3 separate regions of the Mus musculus genome follow, and regions 1 and 3 are each linked to region 2. Evidence: chromatin contacts called from public Hi-C data. All regions are on one chromosome and are shown on one strand. The core of a region is the stretch at or near the end of the contact, and the rest is flanking DNA. Distances in the headings are between cores, read along the strand shown.

Region 1 (2,791 bases), core at 238-2,737, 6.6 Mb after region 2:
CAGGGATTCCTGAAATGTGACCACTCCCAGGCTAAATCCCAGCCATCCAAGCCCAGGACGGTCTCCAGTCACGAAGTGTGGATGTGAGAGAAGGAATGTCCGCACCAGCAGTCTGGTCAACTCTCTGTCCTGGGCTTTCATTACCATTTCAACATGTTATTCTGTATGTTTCGAGTGGCTGTGTATTGTGACCACTGGAACAAGCTTACACAAGCTTCTCAGAAAGAACTTAAGATACTAATGTACTCTAATGTCCCTAGTGTGCCCGAAGTTATACTTTAAGAAGATTCTATTTTTATTTTTGGTTTCGTTATTTTGTCTCCAATAGTCCAGGGAGAAAGCGGGGTTGGAACTCTTGATTCTCCATTCTCCACCTCCCAAGTACTGGAATTAGAAGAATGTTGCAATGTCCTTGCTCTGTTTTGTTTGCCCAGCTCCTTGACTTTTTGAAACAGGGTCTCCTGCAGCCCAGGCAAAAGCACCTGCATTAGAAGAGGATACAGACGGGCAGTAGTGGTGCACGCCTTGAATCCCAGCACTCAAGCAGGCAGCTCTCGAGTTTGAGGCCAGCCTGGACTACATAGTTCCAGAACTGCAAAAACCCCGGGGTCCAGGTGAAGCAGCTACAGAGCCTTCGAATTCCTGTGAAGGAGCAGTTACTGACGAAGAGTTAAGGAAAGGCATCTCCGAGCTGTGCTTTTTAAAATCTGTGTGCTCTAAAGCAGAAATGTCAAGAAGTGCATTTCAAGCAATGCCTAACAACTAATATATTACTAAGCCAAGGAAAAAAGTTCTAATAGAATGAAAAACTGGGTTGGGGGAGCTAAAAGAAGATGATGAAGCTGGAGAAGTCTTTAAGAACCGTGTTACGAAAAAAATTAAATATATTAGAATTAAATAAAACACAAATTTCATGCATGCCTTCAACTTACAGTCTAGTGGGCAATTGGGGATGAGAATGTGAGGGAAGAAAACCTAAAAATACGACTGAAACAAATTTCACATTAACTGCTGGAAGGCACAGGTTGCGGAGATTAAATCTGCACTGAGACAAACCTTTTTTAAAAAGTAGCGCCTAAGGCATTCACCGCTCCTAACACTTGTATAAAATGTTACCCTATAAAGTCCCTAAAAAAGTTAATCTTAGCAACCGGTAACTTTTGCTTGCCACCTCGCAACAGTAGCGAAAACACAAAAGCGGAACGCCAACCACAAACCCCGGAGGCTTAACACACCGCAAATTATCTTAAAAGAGTCACGCGATCTTCCCCCTCCAAAACCAATAATCCGGAGATACTTACACCTCTGTTTCTCTAGAGATATTTAGTATTCCAAACAATTTATTTCGTTTGAAGCACCTACACTCACATAAACATAATTCCCCAAACTCAAGTTTCCTCCTACACACAATATGGTGGCATCTGAGTCTGCGCAGTACGAGCCGAGCCGGCCGACTCCTTCCTGGCAGGCCAATAGTCCCGCCTTCCGGCGCGAAAGGCTGTACCATTCCCACACCGAGGCTTTGCGTCCCTCGCAGTTCACACGAACGGATTTCCGAGCCAGCATGTTCTCGTTTCACCGGCAAGACTGATCTTAGCCGAGCCGAGCCGAGCCAACCCTAAGGAAGTGTTTTCTATGTCGCTGCGCCGCCGCCGCGCCCCAGCGCGCGAATGGTCTGGACCAACGTCACCTCCGGTCTCAAGTGTCATGGCTGCCTTGAGAGTCTAGTGAGTGTGCACCCTGGTGGGGAAGGTCCAAAGCCCGCACGCTGAGGCCCAGTAGAAGAAAGTTGCATCTTGATTGTGGAGCGACAGCTTCTCCGGTGCCTCGGCCATGGCAGCTTCCGGGAGTGGTATGGCCCAGAAAACCTGGGAATTGGCCAACAACATGCAGGAAGCGCAGAGTATCGATGAAATCTACAAATATGACAAAAAACAACAACAAGAAATCCTGGCGGCGAAACCCTGGACTAAGGAGTGAGGAGGTCCCTGGCGAGACGCAGGGGAGGGCAGGGATGGCGGGACTGTGAGAGACCCGCGAGGGGTGGGAGATGAAGGGTGTGGTGAGCTTGGCTTTCTGTGGGGCGTCGACCGAATATTGGCCACAGTGGCCTTAGTCTGCCTTGTCAGTAGAGCCTTACCTGTCCTCTAGGGCCTGCTTCGATTCCCCTTTTAGAAAGTTTCTTGCCTTCAGGGCGTGTAAAGGGCTGACTTGGGGTGCGACTTTTGTCAACATGATTATTTTTGTAAATCTCACACACTCTGCCTTGAACCTGGTGGCTACATGCAGTTAGTTGCAGCCTTCAGTAGATTCCCAAACTGAAGAGCGTGGCTGTTTTTATAAATCGAATGAGCAGAGCATTGATTTAAAAAAAAAAAAAAAATCCATGAGCTCTTGGATTGATTGGTTTGGTTTTTTTTCAGCTCTTTAGACACATACCAAATCCTCTTAGCAGTTCCCTACAATACTACTACAATTCATGTAAACCAGGAATTATAAGAGAGAGCTTAGAAGCATTTTCCCCAGCCAAATCCATGTATCTTTGGGATTGACGACAAGTCAAATGATTCTTTAGAGCAAATTGTATTAAGGAGAGTGAAGAAAAAAATTACAAAAGGTTGCTGAGTAGACTGTCTTGCTGTCTCCAGGTGTTTTGTTCTGATGGCACAGCTGGCTTTAACCGTCAGTACTCTGTTTTCAGTGTTTATTGAGTTCTTACTGTGGGCCTGGCACTGGCCTGAAGATTTTCGTGTCTTTTAATAATCTTGACAATCCAGGATTCTTTCCCTTT
Region 2 (3,062 bases), core at 488-2,987:
AAAACACAAATAATAAATAAATACATAAATCTTAAAAACAAATAAAATTATGCCGGGCGTGGTGGCGCACGCCTTTAATCCCAGCACTTGGGAGGCAGAGGCAGAAGGATTTCTGAGTTCAAGGCCAGCCTGGTCTACAGAGTGAGTTCCAGGATAGCCAGGGCTATACAGAGAAACCCTGCCTCAAAAAAACAAAAACAAAAACAAAACAAAACAAAAAACAGAAACAAAAAAAAAAGAAAAGAAAAAGAAAAAAAAACAAATAAAATTTAAAAAGCAAACAAATAAATCTTAAAACAAACCAACGGAATCCTGAGCCAGCCGCATGAACCTATCCTTGGTTCTTTAGTCAAGATATACGATGGAAGTCGGGCCCACCCTTACTGCCTAAAGGGAGACTCAGGTCTCACTTAGTTTTTTCATATTTTTTTCTTTAGTTTTATCTTCTGCTACCAAATGCCTCTTTTACTATGAAACTACTTTGAATTATGGATACAACCAAAACACTTTCATTATTTCTCCAAAGCCTTTGAAAATTAATTCAAGGCCGCAGCTATATTTTTGCTTTCAATTCCATAAAAGCATACATAGCTGCCAAATCAAATAAAGCAAAAACACAAACACAAACAAACAGACAAACACTTTCAGAGCAACCCATGGTAGGCAACACCTGTCGTTTCAACACTTTGAGGCTGAAACAGAATTATAAATTGGAGTTGGAGGGCAGCCAAGGATTACATAGGGAAATTACTGTGCCTGATGGCTAAGGAAGGAGATAGAATTGTCCCCAAATACATAGCTAGTCTGGGACTCGTAGTTCCAGGGTAACACTGAAATACCCTGTCTCAAAAATTCAAAAACAAAACCCTTTGAGAAGTTTCAGAAATTCCAAATAGCACATACATACTATACTTCCTTTTGTGGGATACTATTACACAGCTGCGACTGATTAACTGAGTATCTTGAATCTAGGTTTTCAAGCCCACTCCATGAAAACAGCAGAGAGGAAACTTAACTGAGCTGCTTTTCAGCTTTCTAGGAAAGGTGCCTAGGTAACCACGGAAAAGCCAATGAAAAGGTTTGGTTGAGGGGGGCGTGGAACTGGGGAGGTGAGGAGCAGAAATAATGGGCCCTGATTTAAGTAATGGTGATAGGCAGCGAGAACTGGACGGGTGGGCGTGGCATATTTCAGTAAACACTGACCTATATCGGGAAGAGAGGAAATGAGGCAAACACATTGGGAGCTTGTTAAGATGCCCGTTGATGTGTATTACTTTAAACAAAGAGGTTGAGACAAGCTTTAAAGACATCAAAAATTTCAGCGCTACACAGAAAACCACAAGTCCCAAGATGCAGTGTCACTTCGGACCAAACACTAGCCGAAACCTTGTAAGAAACTACATATCCCAGAATGCACTGCTGCCTCGCCGGCTCAGCTTTTCTCGGCAGAAATTGGATCCGGATGGCGCTGCATTCTGGGAACCAAGAAGTCCTAGCATCTCATTGGTTGGGATTTGGTAGCGATGTCTCTTAAATGGGCCTGTTTTACTGCCCACAACGCACTTCCTCCAGACGCAAGTTACCGGCAGATCGCGTCTCGGCCTTGCCAGGTACCAGTCTCCCGCGCGTTACAGAAAGCGGCTGTGACGCGACGGAAGTAATTCCTTTCTGTGCCCCGGAACCCACAGGGGTAGGCCGCTGGGGGTGGGAGGGGGGCGGCCCTGAATAGGGGCTGTGGCGGTACGTGGGGTTACGGCTGCGGTAGCTGCGGGACTGGCTAGTGAGTGTCGGGCTATGGTGGGAATCGGGATCTGATTTCGCTAGGAGAGTTAGTGCGGCTGGGACTGGATGCTTTAGTTATCCCTCTGCTCACCCCTTCCCGTCTGGGCGGGGAAGGAACGGAAGCTCTGAGTCTCTCCGGCCTCCCCAGCTCCTGGCTTGGGGGAGGGGAGAGGAGTTTGGCGGGACCTTAACTAGCTCAGCTCGGTGGGTCTGGAAAGGGGAGAGGACAGGAGGTGCGGGCTGGCTGGGCCTCCTCCAGGCTGAGCGCGGGGAGGGTGGAGTTAAGAGCATGGCAGCCGGATCGCTTTTCCGTTTTGCCTACCTCATGTGCGCTTGTATTTGTTTTACTGTTAAAATCAGTCGCTAGACCCAGGAGAGAGCCCTCGCCGCTTTAAGCTATAGGACCCTGAAAGAAAGTTTACCTTCTGGACAACTTGGGTAATTTCTGCCTGGCTGGGTACATTGGCTCATTTGTGCATCTATCTACCTCTCATTTTTGCCTGAAAGGAGTTATCTAGTGCCAGGTACAGTGCCCATTTATTTAGTTTCCCTTAAGGAACTCTTCAGTTTTGTGAGCATGAAAGTTTTGTCATTTAGTGCAAGCATGCCTACTCTGCACTTTCTAGTGTAGAAAGCAATTGAAATAGTTTTACAACTTGGTCCATACTACCAGATCTGCTTCTTAGTCCCAAATTGAATTTTATTTTCTGTTAAGTGGTCTAAGATGGTAAATACTTGATCTCGTTTATATTATGTGTTATTAAGCCGTCGAAGTTCACAAGTGGATTTAATCTTCAGTGATGAGTAAACTGTTGTGGTTTTATATCATGGATGTTTGTTAATTTATAGTAATTTGGGGTTTCTATATTTCTATTTATCAATTTTTTGAGTACTCTTGGATGACATGGAAGTTGTACTCAGTAACTCGTCTGGTCTAAATGTGTGGCCCACCAGGCCTATCTCCCAGTTGTTAGTTTTAAAGGTGTAGCCGCCATGCTGGCTCTTATCTTTTCAACTTGCTTGGATTAACCTTGGACCTCAACTACACTGAGTCCGCACTCTTGTGTGCCACTACTCCATATCTTCATCCCCCTATTTAATTTATAAATGGCTTCTCATCCTTCATATGATATTTCTCTAATTACCAGACTGGGTCGGTAATTTGATGTAGCATGTTTGCCTAATGTCCAGAGACCCTGGGCTGGTTCTCCAGCATCACACACACACACACAAGAAATGTTGGTTTATTACCTCATAATGCTATTTTTTAAAAAAATCCA
Region 3 (2,795 bases), core at 245-2,744, 7.0 Mb after region 2:
AAATGACATTTGAAGACTAGGAGGAGCATTCCATCATGTAGCCCTGGTGAAGCTAAGGTAGATCATGAAGAAAGTCTGGGCTCTATACTGAGTTCAAGATCAGCCTGGGGTACATAACAACACCTTGTCTCAAAAATATTAATTTCTAAATTAGTCTCTCTCTTTAGAAGCTACTATGGAACTCAGAAAATAATTTAAAAGTGCTTTTCCTTCCCAAAATATATCTTGAGAAAAAGGAAGTTATTTTTTTTTTAAAAGCGAGTGTGTATCTACCTGGTTGTTTTGAATTGCAAGCTCATCTTGATTTGTATTTGCACCTGTATCTCTGATTTGCAAAAGACGATGCGTACAGTTTCAAAATAGCAAAAAATGTCAGTTTGTAACAACATTGATCTGTGGTTCATCACTCTATGCAGTAGAGCATGGTGTCTTGCAAATTTGGGCTCTTCGCCGTGTCTAATCGCTACTGTAGTTAATAATCTCCTTGTATGCTTCTTTAACCGTGTAACTGTTGAGAAGTTGCAACTGTAAGAGGCCCCTTCCCCTATGCAAGATTTCAGTTACTCCAGCTTTCAGGCGCACCTCCGGGACTCTGGGTTCCCCGCGAAGAGCATCCCGCCCCCTTTGTAGACGGAGTACGAGGTTGAGCTTCTGGAGCACTATCAACCTTTTCCCGTTCCACGCAAGCCTCGAGATAACAACTCCCCACTTATCACACTTTTATTCATCTCTGGGGAAAACAAAAGACACAACAACAGGGTCTTGGCCAGTTTCCTTGTCCTTTCGGCGCAGAACTAACTCACACATGCTTAAGAAAATAACGGCCGCGCAAGTTTCCTGGCTAGAAGGTTAAGTAGATGACCGCGCCCTTAAGTGGCGAGACTCACAGCGCGAACTAGCGCCCGCGAGGTCCTCCCCTGCCCAGGACCCCGACTGTCCCCGCCCCAGAGGCACGCTCCGCACCCCTCCGGAGGTGGCGGCGGCTGGATCGGCCCCGGCGCCTCTTCCGGCACACACCCGGGGCGCAGAAACTCGCCTTCCCAGCAATCTCCGCGCCCCACTGGGTGGCTCACCCCGCGTTCCGTGTCCTGTCACCTCGGCCCGTGAACCGGCCTCGCGCCTCCCCCATCCCGCCCCGCCCCTCCCCCGGCTCCACGGCGCTCCGGGACTCCCGCGAGTTCCAATCCTGGCTTCTAGCCCCGCCGGCCCCGCCCTCTGCCGCGCGCGCCCTCGCCGCCCCGCCCCCGCCCCCCTGCGCGCGGCCGCCCCAGCCAATGAGGTTCGGGGCCGCGTGCGCAGATTCAAACGGCGGCTCTTGAGGGAGGCTGGGCGCGAGATTCGGCGGTGCGGACAAAACCCTGCAGGAGGCTGCGAGTGCTGCAGTGCTGCTCGCTGCGGGGAGAGGGCGGGGGTCGGCGCCCGTGACGGAGCGGCGCAGGGCCGGCAGCTCTGAGGCGGAGGCGGCGGCGGCGGGCGGGGCGGCGGCGGGCGGGAGCACGCCTCCTGACATGTCCAGGGCATCCCTGGCCGGGCCCGGCCGCGGCTAGGAGCAGTGGGTCTTGGTCCGCCCCTCTGTCCCTCAGTCCCGCCTGGCCCTGACCTGACCGGGCCTGCTTTCCGCTCTCGGTCACCTGAGGGAAGGAGTTGGGGAAGCGGCGGGTGGGTCTCGGAGAGGGAGCATTGGCCCCAGGCTGGAGGAGGCTGACCCCGCGTCCCCGCCCAGCCCGCGCCTATGCGGTACTTGAAGGATGGCGAAGAGGTCGCGCAGGTGGGTGCCATCCCCTCGGACCCGGCCTAGCGGCCCTGTCTCGACTCTTGCTCTCTGTCCTTTCCTGCTGGTCCCCACTTAGGCCCTCTCGAGCCTGGGGGGCATAGGTTTTCCTGTTCGGTGGGTGTCCCACACCCGCTTCGGCCGCGCTGGCCTGAGAGCATCTATCATTATTAGACTCCATCATTATTAGACGACTGTGTGTAGGACTCTCTCTAACAAATGCTCAGGTTGCTGCATTGACGGATTCTCCCACAGCTCACGCCCAGACTTCTAACTTCTCACAGCCACTTTCAGGGAGGTTTCTTGCCAGGTAAGTTTGCCCACTGTCAGGGGATACGCCACGCCAGGGGAAGCGGTTGTGTTTGCCTGGATGACTTGAAATGGGGTTCTCTCCTCTGACTTAATCGTGCCAAATCAAAACAGATCTCCTTGACAAACCTGGGCGGGCACGGTTCTGGGAAATCTTGAGAAGGGAATTCGCTAAATCTCCCTTGTGCGCACTGCTCTTCTGAGCTTTTCTTTTTCTTAGTATCTTCTGAGGACATTGTTACGTTGTTACTATCGAGTAAACTTGATCCTAAACCAATGTGTCTTAGTTACTTTGTATCTCAAGTATTCATGTTTGATTCTGATTGTATCGGCATTGTAACAAGTAGGACACAATGTTGTTGTTGTAGAAAGATGTGCTAGGATGTCTTTATGCACCTAACTTTTATTTTATGCTATTGTAATAGCTACTCCTAAATTGTGTGGCATAATCAGATGACAAAAAAATCTAGTGTCTCGATTTTCAGTATTAAGGAAACCTGAAAAGTATTTCTCAGAATTTCCATTTATCTAGATACACAGCTTCAAAATCTAAGAGTCATATTCCCTGAGCTGAAATTTAGTACTGAGAGTCATTCATTGCAGAGTTTGATTTAAAATAACTACGCATAAAATACTTGGCTTTATTCATATATTCTTCTATATGTAGGTTGGTTCTGCAGATATCAACATAAATTTAATTATGACATAATTACTT

The links. A called contact is a pair of places that touch in the nucleus more often than the background predicts.
Region 1: a Hi-C map of muscle stem cells shows a contact between it and region 2, with 3 times the contacts expected there. The contact joins the promoter of Cops5 here to the promoter of Eloc in region 2. A contact is called at or near these places in 2 of 484 Hi-C or Micro-C datasets (CD4 T cells and muscle stem cells).
Region 3: a contact with region 2 is called in a Hi-C map of B cells, with 5 read pairs. The contact joins the promoter of Mybl1 here to the promoter of Eloc in region 2. A contact is called at or near these places in 2 of 484 Hi-C or Micro-C datasets (B cells and muscle stem cells).

Annotation. Positions count from the first base shown.
Region 1 is chr1:10,036,855-10,039,645 of GRCm38.p6, reverse strand. It overlaps Cops5 (COP9 signalosome subunit 5), which reads left to right and starts at 1,487. Exons shown (of 8, transcript NM_013715.2): 1 at 1,487-1,976. The coding sequence starts at 1,834. It overlaps Cspp1 (centrosome and spindle pole associated protein 1), which reads right to left and starts at 1,428. Exons shown (of 30, transcript NM_026493.3): 1 at 1,302-1,428.
Region 2 is chr1:16,655,540-16,658,601 of GRCm38.p6, reverse strand. Eloc (elongin C) reads left to right here and starts at 1,737. Exons shown (of 4, transcript NM_026456.4): 1 at 1,737-1,780. It overlaps D030040B21Rik (RIKEN cDNA D030040B21 gene), which reads right to left and starts at 1,050. Exons shown (of 4, transcript NR_037998.1): 1 at 1-1,050.
Region 3 is chr1:9,698,908-9,701,702 of GRCm38.p6, reverse strand. Mybl1 (myeloblastosis oncogene-like 1) reads left to right here and starts at 1,494. Exons shown (of 15, transcript NM_001290397.1): 1 at 1,494-1,768. The coding sequence starts at 1,749.